Regions from separate parts of the Mus musculus genome. Here regions 2, 3, 4, 5, 6 and 7 are each linked to region 1. A link is a contact called in public promoter capture Hi-C data. All regions are on one chromosome and are shown on one strand. The core of a region is the stretch at or near the end of the contact, and the rest is flanking DNA. Distances in the headings are between cores, read along the strand shown. Region 1 holds the start of Ndufa10 (NADH:ubiquinone oxidoreductase subunit A10). Region 2 holds the start of Scly (selenocysteine lyase). Region 3 holds the start of Stk25 (serine/threonine kinase 25 (yeast)). Region 4 holds the start of Ilkap (integrin-linked kinase-associated serine/threonine phosphatase 2C). Region 5 holds the start of Farp2 (FERM, RhoGEF and pleckstrin domain protein 2). Region 6 holds the start of Per2 (period circadian clock 2). Region 7 holds the start of Septin2 (septin 2).

What was found. Promoter capture Hi-C pulls out the DNA fragments that hold promoters and counts their contacts.
Region 2: a contact with region 1 is called in a promoter capture Hi-C map of pre-B cells, with 4 times the contacts expected there. The contact joins the promoter of Scly here to the promoter of Ndufa10 in region 1. A contact is called at or near these places in 4 of 39 promoter capture datasets (hippocampal neurons, liver and pre-B cells), 1 of 484 Hi-C or Micro-C datasets (CD4 T cells), 1 of 115 datasets of contacts at active chromatin or transcription factors (thymic regulatory T cells) and 1 of 9 other capture datasets (liver).
Region 3: a contact with region 1 is called in a promoter capture Hi-C map of pre-B cells. The contact joins the promoter of Stk25 here to the promoter of Ndufa10 in region 1. A contact is called at or near these places in 2 of 39 promoter capture datasets (cranial neural crest and pre-B cells), 1 of 484 Hi-C or Micro-C datasets (muscle stem cells) and 1 of 9 other capture datasets (adipose tissue).
Region 4: a promoter capture Hi-C map of embryonic stem cells shows a contact between it and region 1, with 3 times the contacts expected there. The contact joins the promoter of Ilkap here to the promoter of Ndufa10 in region 1. A contact is called at or near these places in 12 of 39 promoter capture datasets (the 3T3-L1 cell line, 3T3-L1-derived adipocytes, cranial neural crest and 8 more), 2 of 484 Hi-C or Micro-C datasets (CD4 T cells and regulatory T cells), 4 of 115 datasets of contacts at active chromatin or transcription factors (embryonic stem cells, regulatory T cells and thymic regulatory T cells) and 2 of 9 other capture datasets (adipose tissue and liver).
Region 5: a promoter capture Hi-C map of neural stem cells shows a contact between it and region 1. The contact joins the promoter of Farp2 here to the promoter of Ndufa10 in region 1. A contact is called at or near these places in 2 of 39 promoter capture datasets (neural stem cells and neutrophils) and 1 of 115 datasets of contacts at active chromatin or transcription factors (thymic regulatory T cells).
Region 6: a promoter capture Hi-C map of pre-B cells shows a contact between it and region 1, with 7 times the contacts expected there. The contact joins the promoter of Per2 here to the promoter of Ndufa10 in region 1. A contact is called at or near these places in 21 of 39 promoter capture datasets (the 3T3-L1 cell line, 3T3-L1-derived adipocytes, the C10 cell line and 12 more), 2 of 484 Hi-C or Micro-C datasets (the P5424 cell line and cortical neurons), 11 of 115 datasets of contacts at active chromatin or transcription factors (Th17 cells, astrocytes, embryonic forebrain and 8 more) and 2 of 9 other capture datasets (adipose tissue and liver).
Region 7: a contact with region 1 is called in a promoter capture Hi-C map of pre-B cells, with 3 times the contacts expected there. The contact joins the promoter of Septin2 here to the promoter of Ndufa10 in region 1. A contact is called at or near these places in 4 of 39 promoter capture datasets (hippocampal neurons, liver, neutrophils and 1 more), 1 of 484 Hi-C or Micro-C datasets (uterus) and 1 of 9 other capture datasets (liver).

What each region holds. Positions count from the first base shown.
Region 1 is chr1:92,471,978-92,475,240 of GRCm38.p6, reverse strand. Ndufa10 (NADH:ubiquinone oxidoreductase subunit A10) reads left to right here and starts at 1,483. Exons shown (of 10, transcript NM_024197.1): 1 at 1,483-1,578. The coding sequence starts at 1,504.
Region 2 is chr1:91,296,846-91,300,108 of GRCm38.p6, reverse strand. It overlaps Scly (selenocysteine lyase), which reads right to left and starts at 1,771. Exons shown (of 12, transcript NM_016717.3): 1 at 1,661-1,771. The coding sequence starts at 1,713. It also overlaps the pseudogene Gm7785.
Region 3 is chr1:93,633,906-93,637,168 of GRCm38.p6, reverse strand. Stk25 (serine/threonine kinase 25 (yeast)) reads left to right here and starts at 1,442. Exons shown (of 12, transcript NM_021537.3): 1 at 1,442-1,622; 2 at 1,786-1,871. The coding sequence starts at 1,842.
Region 4 is chr1:91,397,083-91,400,345 of GRCm38.p6, reverse strand. Ilkap (integrin-linked kinase-associated serine/threonine phosphatase 2C) reads left to right here and starts at 1,523. Exons shown (of 12, transcript NM_023343.3): 1 at 1,523-1,695. The coding sequence starts at 1,641.
Region 5 is chr1:93,510,509-93,513,771 of GRCm38.p6, reverse strand. Farp2 (FERM, RhoGEF and pleckstrin domain protein 2) reads right to left here and starts at 1,668. Exons shown (of 27, transcript NM_145519.2): 1 at 1,588-1,668.
Region 6 is chr1:91,457,560-91,460,822 of GRCm38.p6, reverse strand. Per2 (period circadian clock 2) reads left to right here and starts at 1,495. Exons shown (of 23, transcript NM_011066.3): 1 at 1,495-1,650. Gm35591 (a long non-coding RNA gene) reads right to left here. Exons shown (of 3, transcript XR_003948694.1): 3 at 3,053-3,263.
Region 7 is chr1:93,477,417-93,480,679 of GRCm38.p6, reverse strand. Septin2 (septin 2) reads right to left here and starts at 1,687. Exons shown (of 13, transcript NM_010891.2): 1 at 1,612-1,687. It also overlaps a transcript of Hdlbp not described here.

The sequences.
Region 1 (3,263 bases), core at 234-2,733:
CAGTCAGTGCTCTTATCCCATTCTTTCTCTATTCATATGATGTTAGCTTTAGGATTTTGTGGGCATACTTTATGAAGATGAAGCAGCCACCCTGTAGCCTTTGTTGGAGCATATGTGTTCTTTTATTTTAAATGAATATTGAATTTTGTCAAATGCTTTCCCTGAACCAAGCAATCTGATCACACATAATTATTTTGGTTAGTTTGTTTTTTATATCAGTTGATTTTAGGATGACATCCCATTGCTTGTGGTGCACCACTCATTTCATGTGTTGCTGGATTCAATTTGCTGAGATACTGATATATGGAGGTCTTACATTTTTGTACTGTCTTTGACAGTTATGGCAGCATAACATGCGATAGTAAGCATTATCGCTTCTGTTTTCTGGAGGAGACTGTACATATTTAGTATCATATATTTATGTATAAAGTAAAATTCTTCAGTAAAACATACGTGCTTGGGAAATTTCTCTTTTGGGGTTGAGTGATTTTTGAATTACACTGGAGGGGAGTAGGGAAATGAGATAATGATCAGGATTCAAAAGAAATGAGGAGAGGTTTCCCCTTCCCGTATTCAATGTACTGTAAGGATACAGGACTTTCTAGAAATCCAGAAATGCGGGGGAGGTTTTGTGTTAACTACATGGAAAGTGGTCCAAACCCAACCCAGAACTCCTCATTGTCTTGGGGATCCTCTCCCTATCAGCACTTTCCTGGCTTCTGCGCACTGCACTCTTCCACCTCAGAGGCTCTTGGAGCTGAAGAGCTTTCCAGGAGGTGACTATAAAGTCGGCAGCTGTGGAAATGAGGCAGGGTGATCTGCACTGGAGATATATGGTGGTGCCAGGTCTGTGGCCACCTCAGCTCTTAGCACTACAAAAGCTCAGAACTGCTAGGTCGTGAATTGGTTGCCCCCACAGGGCTCAAGCTGATGACAGGTCCTTCTCTCAGAAACCTAGGCAGGGAGAATGTGACGCCCCTAGAACTCAGATGGGGAATGGACTCTCTCCTCAGCGACCAGAAGGGCGGGGAGCGGATCCTCCCTACAGAACTCAAACAGAAAGTGGGTCTACGTTTGGGCGTGGAGCAGGGAGACAGCACAGATTCTGGGGAGCGAGAGGATTCACCCCACAGAACACCTGGGAGTGGGGGGTCACACTTTTGTCACACAACTCAAGCATCTGCGAGAACCCGAGCTCAAAGCTGGGAGCCTCAAGGCCCAGGCAGGACTTCTAGCCCTTTGCCACTTTCATACTATAACTTGTCTAGGATCTAGGCGCGCTCCTCGCCCAAACAATCTAAGCTCAAGCAACTAGAGCGTCGACAAGCCTAAGCTCCGCCCCTTCCCTCTGGCCCCGCCCCGTCCCAGTTCCGGAATATTTTCTTTTTTCGACAGGCGCCGCGAACACTCAGTGGTGACGTCATGGCAGCGCGCCGCGGACGAGCTAGGACCCCGTCGCGTTCATGTCCCTCTGGTCCTTGAGCCGGCGCAGACGGCGAAGTCATGGCCTTGAGGTTGCTGAGACTCGTCCCGGCGTCGGCTCCCGCGCGCGGCCTCGCGGCCGGAGCCCAGCGCGTGGTGAGCGGCGGGTGGCTCTCCTTGCTTGGATCTCGGCCTGTCGGCTCCGAGCCCTGACGCTCCGGCGGCGTCTGTCAGACCCGTGAGCCGCGAGCTCCTGAGGCCTCCGCTCACAGCACCGGTGCAGCGGGACTCACTTTCCCGGCTGCATACGGAGAGCCGAGATGCCGGAGCTCCGGAGCCTGGGCCCGCATGCTCATCGGTTCAGAAACTGCTTTGTGGAACGCCTTGTAGACTCTGGGGTGACGTGATGTGGAGCAGCAACAGAGATTTGGGGTAGATTGGGGAGGATTAGGACCTTTTAGGGTGCATGCAGAATAATGGGTGACAGTAGGTGCTTAGGGGACCGTGGCTGGAAACAGGACACGTCTTATGACGGCATCATAACTTCTTTGCTTTATAGTAGCTAGAACTACATAGGTGGTAAATCGGAAAGGGGTTGACAGTCATGCTAAGGATTTTTATTTTGAACAGGAGTGATCTGTGTGTGAAAGAGGTATAGATGTGAACCAGAGAGAGACGAGGTGTGTGTGAATGTGAGCCTGGATCGGCACTGTCAGCCTAAGCCCCACTATGAATTAGCACTGTCAGCTTAAGCCTATTAGGATCGCAGTGGAGCACAGCAGCAAGAGCACAGAGCATATTCACAATCCACTCTTGACCTTGACCCTCAGAGACCACACTCCTTCCCCTGTATCTTCACATCACCCTCTTCAGTGAAGTCGTTTCATATATTCACATGTCGGAAGTTCAGTCACACCCCGTTCCACCCTAAGCTTTTCATGCATTGAGTTCATTCTTTATGCTGTGAAGTTTTATTGTTTTGCACAATGAGCAATATTATATTTTGGACTTTACAATACACACAGAGTAGTTCACAGCCCTAAAAAAAAAAAAATCTATTGTCCTTAATATTCATTTATTTCCCACCCTGTCAACTCCTGACAGCCACTGTGCTTTTGATGATTTTTGTCATTTTGCCTATGCTAGACTCGTGTAATCAGTCACACATATTACCTGACACAGTGCTTTCTTTTTTTACATAGACTTTGACAGTTACACTTAGAATTTATTTGTGGGGCTGCACAGCTGTTAAGAGTACTTGTTTCTCTTTTAACACACACACACACACACACACACACACACGTACACAATCTAGACAATATTTCTTAAGCCAGATGTTGTGGTGCACACCTTTAATCCCAACATGAGACAGGCAGATCTATGAATTCTCGGACAGCCTGGTATACAGGGAGTTCCAGACCAGCCAGGGCTACATAGCAAGACTCTTGTCTCAAATCCAGCCCCCAAAAACAGCAGGGGTGGGGGAAGACTCACTGTGTCTTTATGGCCTTTTTAGTCATTCCCTTTAATTCCATAGTTTGGTTATACTGCCATTTATCCATTTACCTATTGAAGATCATCTTGGTAGTTTCCCCATAAGGCAATTGTGAAAAAGCTGATTTAAGTATTCATGCAAAGCCGGGCATGGTGGCACACACCTTTAATCCCAGCACTTGGGAGGCAGAGGCAGGTGGATTTCTGAGTTCGAGGCCAGCCTGGTCTACAGAGTAAGTTCGAGGACAGCCAGGACTACACAGAGAAACCCTGTCTCGAAAAACCAAAAAAAAAAAAAAAAAAGTATGCATGCAAATTTCTTGTGGGAATGTTTCCTATCATTGGGT
Region 2 (3,263 bases), core at 522-3,021, 1.2 Mb after region 1:
GGCTGTCCCCTCCCTGGCTTTTACTGGGCAGGTCTCTCCCTGGGGCAACTTGCATTTTCAGTTTTTCTTGCCCCACCCCCACTCTACCTAAACTTTTTAAAGTCTGTGCTTCAGCAGATCTGTTTGGATGAGGCTCCAGGGTTCGATTGGAAACTGTAGGCCGCACGCAGCCTGGCCCTCTTCCTTCCCTCCCTCCCTCCCTGTCTTCCGCTGTGGACCCATTCATCATCTGACCCAAGAGTCACATGCTTAGTGTCCTCTCTAGGGAGCAAGTGATGAGCAGCTCCAGGAACAAGCAGGCTTTGTCTTCCTATGTAGGAACTTCATCCACAGGACACAGAGTTCAAAGCCCCAGAGACCCTCCCTAAGGAGAGTTATCTGCTTGTGTTCTCACCAGGGTCCCAGACCTTCGGAAATCTCTATGGTAGGCAATCGGGCCTGAAAACAGTCATTATTTCACTTGGTTTTACATCAAACCAGTGTTCAAGCCGATGCAGTGGTGAGCCAGCACACACTGCCCAACTATGTCCAGGGGAGCACGGCAGAACAGGCAGGAAGAAGCTTTCATCTCCTATCTTTGCTTTAAGTGCCACGCAGTCACCTGATCTTGCAAGGCTGGGCTTTGTAATGTGGACCTACCTGACCACCCTGGGGCTGGAATTCCCATTGCCGCAGGCTTTGCCTGTGTCCCAAGTCTGTTCCTTCCTAGAAATAAAGAGCCCCCAAAGTGCTGCACACCCATAGGCCTGCCAAGTGACTGGTTTTCCCATCTATAGCTTGGCCGAACTGGTTTATGGTTTGCATTTTATCAGCGATTGACTCTGTTATTAGCGGGCTTCCTAGAGAAAGTGAAACTGCTTAATAAACGTCTGGTATAGGCTCAAGCCACCAGGCTTAGGCCTTTATGAGACAGGTTCTCACTGTGTGATCCAAGCTGGCCTCCAAATCACAATCCTCCTGTCCTCAGTGTTGGGATTATAGGCAAGTTCCACCATATCGGAGAAGGCAGGAGTAGCCTGGACTACATATCGAGGCCTTATGGGGCTGAGGTGGAGGAGGGACCGGGGGTAAAAGAGAAAAGAGAAAGAAGAAAAAAATGAGATGGGGATGGAGAGGGGGCTTCTGGTATAACACATTCCTGGGTGGGAGAAGGCTGAGCCAGGACCTCCGGTTCCTTGCGCGCCAGGGGAGGAGGTCCCACAGCCCAGTGGACAGCAAGAGAAGGCAGGTCTCCCCCACTGTCCTGGTGCTCCTAGGGTTCCCGCCCCAAAGCCCACTTTAAACCTTCGGGTGGTCAAATGGGCCCCAAAGTCCCGTCCCCCCCCCCCGTTCCCCCCCGTCCCACAGCCACGCCATCCTAGACTCTAAGCAGCGGCGATTCTTGTAAAACGCAGATAATCGCGATTCGGCTGCCAGTTCCAACCTCCAGGAAGAGCCCATTCCCTGGGAAGAAGCCCGAAACGCGGGAGGATGATGTGGCCACACTCGGCACAGTTGTCACCCGTGGGCCCCCTTCTGCCCTCAGCTTGGGCGGTAGCCTGTTCTCTCCCGGTTCCTGTGGCCGGACGCTTCTGCGTGTCCCTTCCTCCCGCCTCACCATACACTCACTGAGGTCCCCCAGGTGTCCCTAGGCCCTGCGGGCTCCTTGAAGGGAGCGCACCTGTCGGGTAGGCTCTCCACACTGCCCAGCGCGCCATTTCGCGCCGCGTCCATCCCCCTGATCGCCGGCAGGTCACCCCAAGCCTGAGCGCCCCGAAGTCTCTGAATGGGCGGAGCCTCGGGTCCCGGAGTATCCGCATTGGCTGCGCTTCGCGCTTTGGCCAATCTGTGAGCCGCACGGGCCCTGCCTCCGCCCCTGACTGGTTGATTGGTCATGTGGGGTCAGGTGGCAGTGGGACGGAGCTGGAGACTACCTTAGTAGGGCCACCGCGCTGCCGGTCCTATCTAACCGGTCATCGGCAAAGCGCGCGCCGCTCATGGCGAGTCATCTGGGTGCTCCAGCTACTGGCACCGTGCTCTGGGAGCCCACCTCCCTGGGCTGTCACTAGTGACAGAAGGACCAGTGACTTCACCGGTCGCCGCAAAGTTCATGGAAGTAAAAGTGTTAGGATGCGCGGTGCAATGAGAGGCACCGCAGCAGCCAAGACTGAGCGCCTGGAAGGGTTGGCGGCTAGTGCTCGCTGGACATAGGATACCCCACATCCGCCTTCGCGAATGATTTAATTGCCTGAAATTAGGAAGTTATGTGTTGATACTTTTGAGGCGATCTAGATCAGAGGTGAGCTAAGCAGGGCTGTTAAAATTATGGAAGGTTATAGTCACTAGGCATGCACATGGTGCTCGTATGTAAGTGCAGACAGACGCATAAACAGACTCATACACATAAAAATCTTTTTTTAAACAATTGAAAGGCGTGAAGCAGGACAGTAGTAGTACTGGCCTTTCATCCCAGCCCTCCAGAGGCATAAGCTGGCCAATCTCTGTGAGTTCGAGGCCAGCCTGGTCTACAAAGTGAGTTCTGAACGTGTGTTTTATTTTTTATTTTTCAAGTATAATGCTAACTTTATTGTAAAATGAGATTCTCTGGGTGAAGCATCAGCAACACTAGTCCTGCCTGCCATTATGTGGATGAAAACAGCTAGACTTCTGTCTGTCAGTGAGACAGTAACAAGCACTGGATAGACATTGTAAGAAAACGGTGAACATGGCAACCGCTAATGCAGAGTGAACATTACCCAGCATGAAGTCAGTGAAAAACTGAACATGACTCTCATTGTATGGATTGAAATAAGAAAAAGAATATGGTAATTTTACCCATTACACTTTGTAAAATCAGAGACATGAATTTATAAGCAGTGCCTTTAATAAAGACGGTAATTTAATTTCAAATAAATATATTTGCTTTCTATTCCTTTATCGTGTATTTTATTATGTTTCTAGCTGGCAAAACCCACCCGATTATTGAACTCAGTAATAACCCAATCCATGATGCTCCATCTGTCATACATCTAACTCACTTTACATACACTGCAAGTTCACATAGCATCCCTATAAACTGCTAGAACCTCCCGAGCCCAGTGTGACTGGCCTTTTGGACAAGGCAAGGGAGGGTCCGTCTGAGCATCCTCAGATTCAGCCTGCTCTTCCCACAAGTGCCAACAAGGGGCAGCTCCTAGCTCTCCTGCTCCTCGTAGTGAGCGTAGCCACTGGCATAGGTCCTTCCTAAATTCAAGTTACTGAACAGATCTGATGACTCAGCATTT
Region 3 (3,263 bases), core at 193-2,692, 1.2 Mb before region 1:
AGGCAGAGGCAGAGGCAGAGGCAGAGGCAGAGGCAGAGGCAGAGGCAGAGGCAGAACTGCTGTGAATTTGAGGCCAAAAAGGGCCACATAGAGAGTTTTAAGCCAGCCTAGGCTACAGAATGAGGTCCTGTCTTAAAAATCAAAAATAAAGGCCTACAGAGATTCCTCAATCATTAAGAATTCTTGTTGCTCTTCCAGAGGACCAGAATTTAGTTCTAGCACCCATGCCATTCAGCATATGACCCTCTGCAACTCCAGATCCAGGCCTTTTCAGATCTCAGTAGGTTCCTGTTCACATTTAACATACACATATATGTACATAAATAAGTCTTAATAGAGTTGGCCTTGCCTAATTTCAGACTTTTCTATAGGAGGGATAGGTAGGCTGAAGGCCATCCTACAGATGATCTTTTTCAGGGGCAATAAAAATATTTGCCCCTATTGTTGATGCCTTGGGGCGGGGGAGGGGAGGAAACCAAGGTGCTTCAGGATCCAGGGCAGGGCTGTTTGCTGGAAGTCTATTTTCTTCTGGGGAAAAACACAGCAAAGAAAACCTAATCAACATGTAGTAAAATTTGGCGGTTAAAGAATCTGATGCAAGGTCTTGCATGCAAGGTTTAAGGTTCCAGGATGGTGCCCAGGAAGAAAATCCACCAGAGAACAGAAACAACAAGCCTTTATGAGTTGGGGAGTAGGGACATTATGGTGGTTTGCACTGAGCCGTCATAGGAATGGACACAGTATGGAGCCAAATCTCCCTCCCGTGGAACACTAGGAGACTGCATAGAAGTGGACATTGCTGACTAGTCACTCATACTGAATTCACAGGATGAAAGGCATCTTCCAACCTTTGGAAATCCCCGCTGGACCACACAACTCTTCCCAGCGCCAGGTCATGTCCTGGGGACCTACGATTAAACCTTTTCAGATAGGGAAACTGAGGCAGGAGAGAAGCACTTGTCCAACAATGGGCGACTTTTCTAAGGGCGCGCGTGGGCGTACTCCTTGTGTGTGTGTGTTGCTAAGCGCAGACAAGAAGGTCACACTGCGGTTAAAGCTGGAGCACCAGGATATGAGGGTAATGTGGGTTCGCACTCCAGGCACACAGTATGGGTCTCAGAAGCTTGGCAAACAGAACTGGGAAAATGAGAGGAGGGCTGAAAAAAAAAGAGAAAAAAAAGCCTAGAAAACGTCAAGGCAACTGCGCACGCGCTGCACCCGTCACCGCGCGGCCTGACAGGAGGGGCAGCCCAGCTCGGGCATATCTCAAGGTTCGGATCCAATCTGTGGCGCATTTGTGCCTCTCCACTGACCGCCCACCGCAAGTTCTCCTGGGACTTGTAGTCTGTCGCCATCAGGGCCCCGGAGCACTTGCGTAACACCTCATCCTACCGCGCAGCCTGCTGGGACTTGTAGTCTCAATTTTGCGTGCCCGGGGTACGGGGCGGGCTGCGGGACTCCTAGTCCCACAGAGCTTCGCGCTCGCCACGACGCCCTGCTCAGAGCCGCTGCCTCCACCTCACGGGCTGGGAGGCCTGGGCGTTCCGGGAGACCGAATTGCGGTGTGAGCCGCCGTGGGGACTGCGAAGCGGGCCCGGAGTCCGAGATGGAGCCGCCCGGAGGTGGGCGCTGCCAGCGGGCCTCGCCTGAATGTTGGGGAGGCCGGGCACGCCCTGAGGGCGGGTCGGGGGCCCTGGGCGCGGGACCGGAGGTCGCGGGTGGAGGGACGCCACGGAACGGGTCCCCCTGGCCACTGTTGACCGAGCGGCCTGCGGTTTCTCGCAGGTGCTTGAGGCGAGCGGGCGGAGCGGCTGCGACGGACTGGTCACGTCAGCGGGGACATGGCTCACCTCCGGGGCTTCGCGCACCAGGTGAGTGTGGGCGTCGGCGTGCCCCGAGTCCGTGGTTCGCTGTGGAGCGGATTTGTCCACTTGAGGCGGGAGAGGGGCGGAGGCCGTCTGCCTCGGGGCGCGTCTTGGGGCCGTTGGAACTCTGGCCTGTGCCGAGCCAGCGCCTGCGGAAGACGTGAGCCCCAGGGAACGTCTGCGGGGCGAGCGCTTCTGCTCGGGAGCTGCTGGGGGCAGGTGCAGGAACCTGCCCTGGGCACAACCTGCTTGACCCAGGCTCGGAGCACCTTCCCAGAAGATGGACTCCACCTTCCTTGGCTAACGGGATGGAACCCCGACACGGGACCGCACAGGAGATGAGGGCTGCGTAGGGTCAGAGGGTTCGGTGGTTTGCTCTCTGGACCCCCTTTCTCGCCTTTATTTTATTTGTGGTGTTGTTATTTCAGAGCAATATGACAGACAGCTAGTGAAGTGGAATGAGCTGCCTTGGCGGCTGATTTTCCTCTGGCTTTAGCTGTGGGATTTGCGTTTTAAGGGCTTGGTTTAGATAGGCTTAGGCTTGACAGTTGCACAGTGAAGGAATCAGTTCCTGAGGACAGTGCAGCCGCTCACCCCACCCCACCCTGACCCCCCTTCTCCCTGCATCCTTGAGAACTGGTTGTGTAGACAGGAAGCATGTCCGTCCGCTGCTTGTGGGCAGGAATTGGAGGCAGGGCTCCTTGGAGGAAACCAAACCAGCCTGGAAGACTACTCACAGCTGTTGGGGAGGGCTTTTGGCCCAGCTGTCACAGATGGGATCCCGAGCTTGCTAACTGATGCTGAATTAAGCTAACACATTTTTAATACATTTTGACATTTCGCCTCTAATTATATAACATACTAAGAGAGAGAGAAAAAAAATCTGCCTCTAGTTTATTTTTAAGAGACTTAAGCTTAGCTTATGAAGGTCCCAGGATGACAAATTGGAGCTATGAATTGCGAAGGAGTACAGTAATGATGGCTAGGGGACCTTTCTCAAAGAGAAAACACCCTTTTTGTCTTTTTAGGGGCCTGTGTCCAGCCTAGACATACTTGGCTTCTGAAAGTGACACAAAACCTTTGTAGGGCTGCTTTCTCCCAAGATGGCTGCCATAGAGTCCTATGAAATTGCTCCTTTTGTGTGATAAGGCTTGTACTTTCCCCCTGTAGCCTGTGCTTCTGCCTTAGATTACCTTTTACCCGGCCTGTTCCTGCCCATCTCTGGAAGGACCAGATGGTTCTGGGCAAGCACTGTGTGACTGTGTGTGGTAGATGAGGGAGGATGTGTGCTGAGTTGTTCCTCTTGTTTTGGAGAGGTGATACACAGCAGGCATGTTGGCAGAAAGGCCAGAGGCTGTAAGTATAATATCCCTAGGATGGAATGGAGAGCGAATGGGT
Region 4 (3,263 bases), core at 274-2,773, 1.1 Mb after region 1:
TGGTGTGCATGGAGATTATGAAGGGAAAGAGAACAGAAGAGAACTTAGGGTCAGGTCAGAATTCCAATTGCCAGGGGTGGTGACAGAGATTTATATATAGTCCTAGCACTGGGGAGGTAGAGGCATTGTGAGTTCAAGTCCAGCCTGGCCTACTGAGCAAGTTCTTGTCTCCACAAAAGATTTTATTTAGCAGCCAGAAGTTGAGCTGTAAACCAGGTAGAGATGGAGTAATGATTAGAGATGTCCATACATATGAGGGAAAGACAGGCCACATGGCAAACACTGCCAGAATTCATGTGGAATGGTGGCCGACGAGTCTATTTGCAGGAGTGGGAAATCAAGTTTAGTGTGGTGATTTGAATATGCTTGGCCCTCAGAGTGGCACTATTAGGAGGTGTGGCCTTGTTGGAAGAGGTGTGATCTAATTGGTGGAAGTGTGTCACTTTAGGGGTGGGCTTCAAGACCCTCCTCCTACCTGCCTGAGGAAAGTCTGCTCCTGGCTTCCTTTGGATGAAAATGTAGAACTCTCAGGTCCTCCAACGCCGTGCCTACTTGAATGCTGCCATGCTTCCTGCCATGATGATAAAGGACTGTATCTCTAAACCTGTAAGCTAGCCCCAATTGTTGTCTTTTATAAGAGTTTCCTAGGTCATGGAGTCTGTTCACAGCAATGGAAACCCTAAGACACTTAGCAAGAGCTGCTTTAAAAACATAGTGATATCAAGTTGGGATGGGCTGAGAAGTGTATGAGATATATGGACAAAAGACAAAGTGCTGTTATTTCAAAATCCTACATCTGTCAAGGAAGAGACAGTTCTGTCTGAGTGCAGTAAAAACTTCAAACAGTGGCTTGGAGGTCAGCTGGGTGGATCCACCTATTGCAGCTAGAGAATATCTGGTCTACATTTGCAAGGAAGCAATGACTTGTTACCTACTGCACCAAGAAGTCCACACAACACTGGCAAAAAAACCAAAAACAACAACAAACAAAAAAAACAGGTAAGGTGGTGTTGGAAAGGGCTGGTAGGATTGGGGTGTGTAGTCAATAAATTTGGGTACCTTTAAGGAAGTGAAGTCTTTGTGGATTGTATGGTAGGAAGAGGAATTAATTCCATGAGTGGCTCTTTTCTGAGACCAGGGAAAATACACAACACAACTTTGTAATTGGTAAAGCGTCATAAATTTGGTGGCTGAGATGAGGGATGTTTGTCACTTTTGTGGCTTGGCCAGTGATGGTGTTTTTTTCTGGTCTCTATCCCAGTGGGACAGCTGAGACCCCGCTGGGCGCCATCCTGCTCCCGGGCGGTCAGAAGGTGCTTTGCCTGCTCGGTCACACAGGGAACAGTGGACAGGTGCAGACCCGCCTCTCCGGCCAAAAGCCTGTCTGGATGTCAGGCTCGGCGCCACTCCTCCCTTCTTTCCGGGGAAACGCCATAACAATTTATCACGGGACCTAATGCCCAGGCCAAGAGCGCCCGTGCGCTTGCGCAGCCCACCCCCGCCCCGCCCCCGCGCGTAGCACTCTGGGGCGGCGGCTGGGCGGCGCGCGATTGGCAGGGTCTCCCGCGGTGAGTGACGGCGCCGCCGCCGCCGCCGCCGCCCAGGGTAGCGCGGAGCCTCCGCTCCACTGCCCCGCCGCCATGGACCTCTTCGGGGACCTGCCGGAGCCCGAGCGCGCGCCGCGGCCATCTGCCGGTAAGCGGCGCGGGGGAAAAGGGCGGCGCCGGGATGCGCTGCCTCCGCCATCTTCGCGCCACCGCCGCCTCAGTCTCGGCCTGTGGCTCCCGAGGCCGCAGCGACCGCGCGGTCCCTGTCCAGGCCTCGCGTGGCACACGCACGAAGTCCCGCGCCGAAGGGTCGGGGCACTCTGGCTTTAATTTGGCTACAGCAAGACTCCCAGCGGAATGTCCTGGTCCCGGGCCTGTTTGCGTCCTGGAAACCCCGAGAACTTAACAAGTTTCCGACTTCCAGCCCCTTGGTGCGGGGCGCCTGCACAGCCAATGCAGGGCGCTACGGCTAGATAACCGAGGCCGGGGATGGGGGGTGGCGTCTGCAGCCCACGTTTTGGGAAGGTCTTTGGCACGGAATAGGAAGGTGAAGAGGACCCAGCCTTTGCCTTCAGAGAGTTCAGTTCTGATCGCAGAGGCATAGGTTAAAAACCGTGGGAAACGCCAAGCGTCCGGAGTAACGGTACCCGAAGACTAGTGAGAAAGACCTGGGAAGGAGGCGGCCTTTAGCGAGGGCTTCGGCTGATGGTTTCCAGAGATTCTAGGCAAGGAAACAATGTTCAAAAGTGGGAGGGCTCAGATCTCCAGCTTGGCAGAGCGGGACGGGCTAGCATGGAAGAATGCTGGAGCTTGGGGTTATGAGAAGGTATTGACCTGTCCTCTTCACACCTGTGCTTTGGTTTTTAACCTGCGCACCTCCAGACTCCTGAGATGCTTTGTAGTGTCCTCTTTTTGCAGTTGTTCCTGGTAGTGGCACCGTTACGTACCCCCACCAACCACTCTGATGGTACAGAAGCTTCTAAGTAACTAGGCCTTGAGACTGAGTTTGATTCAGCCATGCTTTTTGAAGATAACCACCGTTACAGTTGTGAGTAAAGCTGGCCTCATACAGGCAGCCTTGCATCTGTCACTGGAGTATAACCTGTGTCTGAATGTGCTCGGACCAGAGTTTGGATTGCCAGATGTGCCTAGAAATCTGTCATCATTAGTAGTCCCTATTGCTTTTTATCCAAAGTTATTTTGGGTCTTCTCCGTGGTCAAGGCTCTCTTGACATGACCTAAAACCTTAAACTCAACTTGGGACTTAGCAGATACATGCGTTCCCCATGCCCCTTCCCTCCCTCCCTCTCTCCCCCTCTCCCCCCCAAACATATTGAGTAATCTGAAATAAACTCACTCCTATCCACTACAGGGGGTGGGGGAGACACAAAAACACATTCCAAGAATAATTATGTGTTTTGAAGAAACTGAGGTCACAAGACTCTTGTCTTGTTTTCTCACAGGCACTTAGAATTCTCCTCACAGGACTCCATTCTCAGACCATGTTCCGACACCATACTTTGCTTTAGTAAATGGTGTTGGTTGTTATGTAGTCATAAGAATAAGACTAAATTGCATACTGACCCTGCTCATGCATGGGTAAGTATAACAAATTTTCCAAAATAGTACTGGGAGCAATTAAGAAATAAGTCTAGTCATTTTCACATACTATAGGAAGATGTGTGGACAATGGAAACTGCTGTGTCTTCAGATCAA
Region 5 (3,263 bases), core at 419-2,918, 1.0 Mb before region 1:
GCAGGGCATCTTAGCGGCTTTGAAAAACTGATTCTTAGTCATGGCAACAAGCGTCTGAGGTAAATACATTCTAAACCCACTCTATGGATGAGGAACCTGAGGCGGGGCAAATGAGAGATACACCTGAGTCCTCTCTGTAAAGGAATCTGTAGGAAGGAACCTAACTCGATAATCACCATCTCTACAATGTGGCAGGGCAAGGACACCGGAGAAGCAGAGGTTTACATGGTTGCGGTATCCCAGAGAGTCATCCACAACCCCACCGGGCAAGGTCTTCCCGTGCTTTATTTAAAACGGGGCTATGCATAGGAAGCCATGGCGCACCCCTGTGCTCCACCTACACTCAGCCCTCAGGTGGCTGACAAAGGAGGATGACGGGTTGGAGGCCAGCCCGGGCTATGGAAACTGTCTCAACAAAAAACGGTGGGGGACAGGGATATATGAAAACTTTAGAACTGACAACGAAACAGCCACAAAGCGCTTCACAAATGCCTTCCCACGTCCCGAAACTCACAAAACTTTTATTTGGCCTACAAGTAAAGGTTACTTCATACCTCCCCATTTCAAATGACCTTTCCATCTTGCTAACACTGTGAGAATCTGTGCTGCTGATCATAATGCCGTCTCCACAAGACCGACTCTAATTCGGTGCTACCCACTAATTACCAAATATTTTCACAGTGGCCCAGTCAAAAACACCTCATGGAAACAGAACAAAGCTAGGGAGAAAGGCCACCCCTTTAAAGATTCTGTCCGGAATCTTAAGGCTCTCCATTCTTTCTCAGCACGGTGTATCGACATTATTTCCTTCACGAATGCCTTGTTTTCATTTCAATTTTTCATCACCATTACTGGGACATGAAAGAGTTTAAGAAATCACTGCCACGTGTGTAAATGGCAAAGGTGCTTATAATCTCGGATGAGTAAAAGGCAGTGGGCCAGTACTGTTTCTAGATCTTAGCAGAGTAAGAATATCCGAGTCTCAGTTCTGAAGGAAAGGCCGAGAAGAAAAAAGAATGCCCTTCTGGGCTTTCATTTGTGGCTCCGGGTGCTGCTTCCCAAGGTGCTTTGTAGAGCACTGGCCTGGGGGTGGGGGCGGTCTTCAGCAGGACATTCTTGTGGCCCTTAACCCATCACGGGACACTCAGTGTCCACGAGAGATGCTGAGACTCTGATCACCCCCCTTCCTCGACAGCTGGTCTCCACGTGTGCTGTTCCTGTCCTCAGTACTCTGCTGACAGCCTGGCTCCTTGGAACTCTGCAGCTCTCAGCCCTCCCCAGACTGCCCATCTACAAAAGCAACTCTCCAGCCAGTCCTCAGCGGACATCCAGACTGGACCCGAGACTCTCCCTCCCTTCGCCCTCCACCGACAGGCCGTCCACAGACGTGTGTTGTCAAACGCGGACTCTGGCGCGCCTCACGAAGGCCTCAGAGCCGGGCGTGGACTTTCTCTGGTGGACGGCCAGCCTCAGGCCTGGTCCGGCTCGGGTTCCGCTGAGGTCCGGCCAACGAAGGAAGCCCATGCCCAACCCAGCGCCCCTGCGCGGCTCGCTCCCCTCCCCCGCCCACGGCCGCCGCGTCCTCACCGTGCCACACCGGCCTGCGCCGCCGCCAGCCAGGCCTCCTCCACGTCCTGCGCCCGCGCCGCCCGATCCCGACAGCTAGCTGCTTCCCCGCCCCCGCCGCGCGTCCGCCGCAGCCCCGCCCCCCCGCGGACGCACCACCGATTGGCCTGCGGGCGGGTCCTCCCGACCGGCGCCTGCGAGCGCAGCACCTAGCTCTGATTGGTGATCACATGGGACAGGGCGGGGCGAGGGAGCCCCATAAAGTCAGAAGCAAAGCTGTGCAGCTTCTCCGCGGGTGCAACAGGGCTTCGGCGGGCTGTGCGTGTCCTCGGCCCTGGGAGGGGCTTTAGGACCTGAGGACTCTGTGCTGGGTGGGACTTAGGAAACCCGCGAGTTCTCCGTCTTAGTCTTCGCTTTGACAAGGCGACGGGAGGATTCTATCTTGGACGCAGCTTTGGAACAACGGGAGGACTACCCCAGACCTGGACTCTGGAATGCGGGTGGCCCTGGGCGGGACTTTTGGCACAGGGGCGGGTCTCAGCCTACAGCCTGGCTTTGGCAAGCAGGGCAGCCCCGATTCTGGGTGGGGCCTTGGACTTCAAGCTCGCGGGACTATTCTGGCATTCAGGCCTCCCTGACTACTAGGCTCTTTCCTACCTTCCATCCGTGGTGCCCAACCAGGGAATAGTGGAACCGTGGTCTTTAGGCACCAGCTGTTCCTAAAGGGACGCTTTTGAGGTGCAGGCTACGCTAAGAGTCCTCGAAGCCCTCGCGGTTCCTTTCTGGATTTGAGGCTTTCTGGAAATGAAAAATGGTGAGACTGGATTCTGGTCCTTCCACTTCAGACTTGCAGCAAACTCACTTTCTTCTTCCATTGGTTAAGCGAATGGGCCTGCAGGGAGCCAGCCCTTTGAACCAGTCTAGGCTAAATAAATCCACACAGGCCCCCAAGCGATTCATATAGAACTCTAGCCTTTGGCAATAAGTCCTTAAGATAAGCAGGGAGGGCCTCAGCCCACTGGAGGGTGGGTGGGTGGGGGGGCTCTCTGCTTCTCCAAGGCAACCTAGAAGCTCAGGCTGACTGGGTCTGCAATTTTAGTAGGCTTCCCAACTTCCTCCACCACCTTGGCTATCCCTTATTTGTAACCAGCCACTGCCATAGCCACTGACTGTGATGTCCATCATTAAGAAAAGGAACTGGGCCGGGTGGTGTCGCACGCCTTTAATCCCAGCACTTGGGAGGCAGAGGCAGGCGGATTTCTGAGTTGGAGGCCAGCCTGGTCTACAAAGTGAGTTCCAGGACAGCCAGGGCTATACAGAGAAACCCTGTCTTGAAAAACCAAAAAAAAAAAAAAAAAGAAAAGGAGCTGGACTGGACAAGGCAAGAATGAGGTTTGACATGAGCAACCTAGTGATTTAGAGAGCAGGAGCCTCATTTCCTAGTGTCAGTACGCTGCTTAGAGAGCAAGAGGATGAGAAAGACTCCGATAGTACTGGGTGGTCAATCCAGGGGTCATGCTGACAAACCGGAGTGAGGCCAGGCCGAAGAGATTGATCATCCACCCAGATTAGGATAAAGTTTGGGGTTATGTGGCTCTGCTCCCTTTATGAGTCCTGAGATCAAACTCAGGTTTGATCACGTTATGAGGCAAGTACTCTTAGCCACTAAGGCATCTCACCAGAGCAAATTCAGATTT
Region 6 (3,263 bases), core at 246-2,745, 1.0 Mb after region 1:
GTGTTGGGGAGTGTGGTGAGGTGTCAGTGTCAGAGGAACCAGAGGTGCTGCCCTGCCCCCTGCAGTGTGAGTCAACATCTGGCTTCCCAGGGCTTCTTTGGAAAGGGCTGCTGAAATGAACTTAGTCTCTGCCCCCATCTGCATCTGAGGAATTGCATGCCTGTCCTGCCAGGCAGACAGAAAGAAGTAGCTCCCACACGGAATTCTTGAATGTGGGTTAGCCGGCTGTGTACACCAGCAGCTCAGTTTGTTAGCAGACTTCTGTTGCTAATGTTTGCCTCCTTTCCATTCCTGGTTCCTAGGACACCCCAGGGGAAGATTCAGAGTAGTGGATGCTACTAGGCTTCAAGTTCCCTGGCAATGACAAATGACCTTTTTACCCTTGGAAGACGTGACAAGCTTGCCTTCTCCATCACACCTTGCATGAGTCTTTAGGTTGTTCTCTGTCAGCCTCAAACCCGCTCCGAGGAAACTTCTACTCCCTCCTTTGACCCTTTGGACAGGAGCCTGAACGCTTTAGTAGGCTTCCAGACAGTGCTCTTGAAAGAACCAAATAGCTTCAACCAAGGTTCCACAGGGGCAGGGCTGTCCTATCACTGGAGGAGTACCCTCCCCTGACTAGCTAGTGTCTGTAGCTTCCACTTCAGAAAAGCCCTGCTGTTCCAGATGCACACCCCGCTTCCATAGTTCCTGTAAGGTTAATAAACTACACCACCGCATTTGGTTAAGCTTCCCTGTAGAACGTCAGTCTTCTCTCCCTATGTGATTGAGGGCAGGAAGAAATCACTTCTTTCCTTTGTATCTCTGCACGGCAATTATGACCTTATTTCCTGAATCAACACTAACTAGCAACACGCAGTTTCAGAAACAAGAAAGGCTAAGTGGGAGTTTTGTGCTTTGGCCCATCTGGAATGACGGTCAGCCTGGGGGGCCTGTCCTAGGGTCACCCAGCCTGTCCTGGGAAGGTGCTCAGCAGCAGATCCAGAGGGGCCGTCCTATTTGCCCTCAAGCGTCTCGCCATGAATGAATGAGAGGGGAAATGAATGAACTGGGCTGGATGAGCGAAAGGTGTCAGCAGAGAGCATTCTCGGTCCTTCGGATTACCGAGGCTGGTCACGTCGTCGCAGGTGATAGGCCGGTGGCCCTGGTCTCTGCCGGCTGTGAGTTGCGCAGCGGCCAAGCACCATTCCCCCGCGCCGCAGTGGTACGCGCCACTCCGGGGCTGCACGAGCGGGCCACCGCCGTGCCAGGTGAATGGAAGTCCCGCAGGCCGGAAGTGGACGAGCCTACTCGCCCGGGCGCGGGGGGGCGCAAGAGCGCGCAGCATCTTCATTGAGGAACCCGGGCGGCGAACATGGAGTTCCATGTGCGTCTTATGTAAAGAGAGCGACGGGCGTCTCCACCAATTGATGAGCGTAGCTCTCAGGTTCCGCCCCGCCAGTATGCAAATGAGGTGGCACTCCGACCAATGGCGCGCGCAGGGGCGGGCTCAGCGCGCGCGGTCACGTTTTCCACTATGTGACAGCGGAGGGCGACGCGGCGGCAGCGGCGCTACTGGGACTAGCGGCTCCGGGCGGCTGCGGCGCAGGCCGAGCGCACCAAGTGACGGGCCGAGCAAGGGACAGACGCGCGGGTTGACGCGGCGAAGCGGTGAGTGGCGCGGCGCTGGGCGGTGGCGCGGTGCTGGGCGGTGGCGCGGACCTGGACGGCCGTGGTCGTCTTACGTAACCGGCGGCTCGGACAGCTGGAGCTGGGGTCCTGAGCCAGGAGTTGCCGACTGTGCAAACGGCTGCAACTCGGCAGAATGTAGATGGAACTGCGCGGTGACCCTTTTCCAGGTTCACACTGCTGTCCCCATTTCTCAGGTTAGGCACTGAGGTCGGAGAGATTAGTTAGGCATCTTGTCCGAGGACACAGAGACATTGAGTGATCACGACACCAGACTGAGCACGCCGACTCCCATGGTGCTGTCCAAGGAAGCCAGGGTCAGTGCAAACTGTTCCTAGGATGGGTCCAGAGGGTCCCCTAAGGAGCTGGCTTCCTGCTATGAGTTCAGAGAGTCAAGTCTGGCCCTGGGGGAAGGACCACTGGTAGGCACTGACTCCCAGCGGTGGGAAAGGGGTTAAACAGAGAAATACCCAGTGCCAAGCCACACCTGCCCCTCCCCGCCCCTATGTCAGGGAGACCACTTTGTCCACCCACTTTGATTTCCGTGGCATCCTCCACGCCAGTATTTCCTGTCTCCAGATGGACTGGGAGTATGTCAGGAGAGGGGGGAGAGGTCCACTCTTAAGCTGGAGCAGTCACATCGTCATCCTTTGAGACATACCTTGGCTGCCAAGCACAGACATGGACCAAGAGGTGGGCGGTGGCCTGCTTCTTCTGCAAGAACCCTGGTTGCCAGGGTTTCTGTAACGTATACACAAGGAACCAGTTTGGAAAGCTGATTCATACGGAACAAGGGAGCCAGAAGGCTCCCTGGAAATCATCCAGGGTAACCCCTAGCTTGAAGAGGCACAGCCACAGGCTGGCAAGCTGTACCACTGTAAAAACCAGGCCTGGCAGTCTCAGGATCTGTTTCTCCTCCTTGGTCCACATGCTTACCAGAGGTGCAAACCTGAAGGGAAGCATGTCCACTCTGTCTTAGTCTCTGGAGTCTAGGTCGGATTCGTCTGATAACCAGAGTCTGTCTGCCTCAAGGCTTTAATTTAAAAAAGTCGGTTTTGTGTGTGTGTGTGTGTGTGTTTTAAGATATGGAAAGCACCACTTTGTGTACGTTGTTGGAATCTAAGAAAGCCAGGGACTCCTTTATTTTAATGGTAGCTGTACAGTGTGCCCGAATGGAATGGTACTGTGGGTGGCTGCAGTTATCTGTCACTGTCATCTTGGTGTGATTCATTGGTACATAAGTGGCGCAGCTCAGGCTGTGTGTGGAGGCTGGAGTACTGAGCAATGAGGGAGCCCTGCATCAGCCAGCTGGCAGCTACTGGGTACCTCGGCTTACCCTGGGCTCCAGTTTCCTCATCTGAGACAGTCTCTGAGATCTGGCCCTGTGCACGTTTGGAGTTCTGTATCTGCAGACCCTTTTCTCAGGCACCTGCCTAACTAAGATGTGAGAAGTTTGTGAAACCCTGCTGGTGTCACATAACGTCCCTGTGTGAGACGTAGCTGCTGTGCTTAAATGAACTAGGAGAGGTTCCTGATATTTATACAGCTCCTCTCTCAAACTCCAAACCTAGAAAACCCTGAGAGGTATGGGAGCC
Region 7 (3,263 bases), core at 438-2,937, 1.0 Mb before region 1:
AGCACATTATGCAAGACAACACTCTTAATGGAGCTTGGAGCAGCAAGCCACAAACAAAGGGAGCTTAATTACATTCACGATTGATAATAGAGGGAGGCCCCACCTCCTTTCCCTAGGCTACCCAGCAAACCCAGAAGGAGAAGCTCTTGTTCTTTACTGACCTCTGGTGCTCTGTAAAGGGGGGGGGGGGGGGGACACTAGGTGGAAAAATGATAAAAAAGGATCAGGACAACTTTTAAAACTAAAAAAATCATCCCCAAAATTAGATATAGCAGCACACACTGACAGTTTGAATGCTGGGTATTGCAAAGAATTCCTGAATGGCAACTACCAGAAAAGCCATTGAAAATAAGGAGTCTCAAATTAGAAGCATCATGAAGAAACAGCCTTTATGACCTCTTCAAAACTCCTGTTTTTCCTTATGTTAACAAGACGGATTTTAAAAATGTATCTAAGATACTAAAACAATTTTCACTACTAAGGAAAAAAAAAAAAAAACAAAAAACCTAAGTTTTTTTTCTAGACAGGGTTTCTCTGTATAGCCCTGGCTGTCCTGGAACTCACTTTGTAGACCAGTCTGGCCTCGAACTCAGAAATCCATCTGCCTCTGCCTCCCAAGTGCTGGGATTAAAGGCGTGCGCCACCACGCCCGGTTGAAAACCTAAAACTTAAATCCCTTGATAGACAGTAGGGACCCCAATATTTGACGCCAGAGAAACACTTAAACCGTCTAAAGGATATCGAATCCAGTGAGAGTCCTAACTAATAACAAGCAGCGAACAGGAACTACACAACAGATAAACATTAGACAGAGAATGTTCGAGATTAACTGCGCTCCAGACACGAGGAGTAAACTGGGTTAAAACCAGCCATAGAGACCACAACGGTCTGAACTAGAAGTTCTATGTGTTGAAAGTCTGGAAACGTAGTACAGGACAAGGCAAGGCGCCACTAACAAATGAGGCCGGAAGATACAAAAGGGCCAGGCGTGGTCTGGGCCTGCGGTCCGCTTCAGAGTTAGACTTCATGGCTTCTCAGTCAAAGGCCTCCACTCCATGCTCCCTTTCCCGTGTCACTTACAGGGCTGCAGCCCTTTGTCTAGCGTCGCACTACCTCGGGGAAGGCCACAGCAGACAAACCACTCCATAACGCTCCTGTCACTGCCTTAAATTGGGGAACTTCATTAACATCCCAGGGTGACTAGTCCTTTTCATCCCTAGGACGAAATGGCACCGTTACGTGGGAAGATGGCCCCGCAAGTGCTTCGTAGATGTGAACCTAACGCCCGACTCTCCACCACATAGTATTTGGACTGTGCGCCATAACTTCACTGGGCCCAGCCACGCCCGCCCCAATGCCCTGGACCTGGCCAGCAGGATCACCCAGATGGGGGCCGCCCGTCCAGTTGTCCTCGAAGGGACGACGCCAGCCAGGCATCCATCGCTGGAGCCCCGGACTAAGGGTGCGGCCGCCCCTCCCCCACGCGCTCACTTCCGTACCCGTTATCACCGCCTAGGCGGCCCGGGCGAGGGCAGAACTCTAGCCCTTTCTCAGGACAGCCAGCTCAACTCGAGCCCGCGCGACAGTGGGTACACATTGCCACACACTTACCCGCTCACACGCCGGAGAACGCTCGTCAGGCGAGAGCACGGACCTGCCCCGCCCAGTAGAGCGCGCGCGAACAGATGGCGTCATCGCGCCGTCCCGCCCCTTGCCAACTCCTTCCTGGGCCCCGAGTAGTCCCCTCCTCCGCGGTTGCATGCAGAGCGCAAGCGTGGACGCGATCCTGCCGTCCGCCTCTGCGCAGGCGCTGTGCCCCTCCCACGGCGGTTGGCCATATAGAGGCTGGGGGCGGGGGGAGGTCAAGCGTAGCCTCTTCTCCTTTACCAAGATGGCGTCTTGTTCCTGTTTCGCCACAGTTCCTACCTTATGAGCTTGGATTCCTCACGCTAATAAAAGAGGAGCAGGTAACGAGATTCTCCGCTTTATGGGAAACTAGAGTTGTGGGAAGGATATTTACTAAGGAGGAATAAGGTGTCCATTGAGAGCGAGAGACGACCGGGGGCGGGCAGGTGGCAGCGTGAGTGCGGAGCAGTGAAGGGGAGGGAGCCCTTTGCCTCTATCCTTTCCTCCTGGAAGATGGCGGCAGCACCGAGCTAGGAACACCGAGCCGGGATAGGCGGGCGCTTGTGACTTGCCGGCGGGCATCTCTAGCCGCCTCTGCGGCCGTCTCTATGGCGGGCTGTCGTCCCGGGATTGGCTACGTGCTGGTCACGTGGGTCTCCCCCCCCCCATGCACACCATAGAGTGGTGCCTGTCCCTGGGGACGTGGCCTTCCTGTGTGGTCGTGAGCCCATGCCCCGCGGGGGAGGGCGGAGCCGGCACGGCCCCCTACCCTCTTTCAGACTGGGGCGGGCGGAGAGATCTGCGGCATGCCCTGCTCTCTGCGACCGGCTTGAAGCTGGCTGGGAAGGTGCAGTACTGGGCTGCGGCCTGGCTCGGGTTGTCCTTCCCTTCAATCGCAGGAGGTCCCCTGGCTGGTCAGCGATCGTAAACTCCTACCTTAGGCCTTTCACCAAGGCCTTTCTATAGGAAAACACCCTAGAGTACCTCCCCAGAGAAGAAACAGCAATCGCGCAACCCTAGTGGGTGATATGCACAGTGTCGGTATTCCGAACTGTTCTGACACATGCCTTGTTGTGAGGGAGTGGTTTTTTTGTGCGTTATTACTTTGAGTAAAGTATCCCAGTGCTCGAGGCTACACTGCATATCCTGTCTGAATTAGAAGATTGGAGGGTCGACTGGGCATGTGTTTGCATACGATATAACTGAACCAAAGGAGACTGTCTTGGGTTTTATTATCTTTACAGACAAGGATAAAGCATGGGGAAAATTGGAGGGTTATAATCTTCACTTACAACTTGGCTCGCCCTTCAGCTTTGGGTTTTGCTAGTCACCTTAAGCTCTCAAACAATGACTTCACATATTTGTTGGTGTCCATTTAAAGAGCCACTTTCTTAGTAACTTTCTGAAGCCCAGTTAAACCAGTCACAAAATTTTGTTTGAAGCTAGTAGTAGCTACAAGCTAAATTTCTATTATGGAATCGGGTGTGAATAGGAAAACACTGGGTGAAACCTATTGCTTAAGCTTACGTTTTGAAGATTTAAAGTACCCATAGGCTAAATTTGTTAATTATGTTAGCTATGGGGATACTTAAAAGCAGTCATTTAATGTAGCTCTAAAAGGGGCTTTGGGCTTTTGT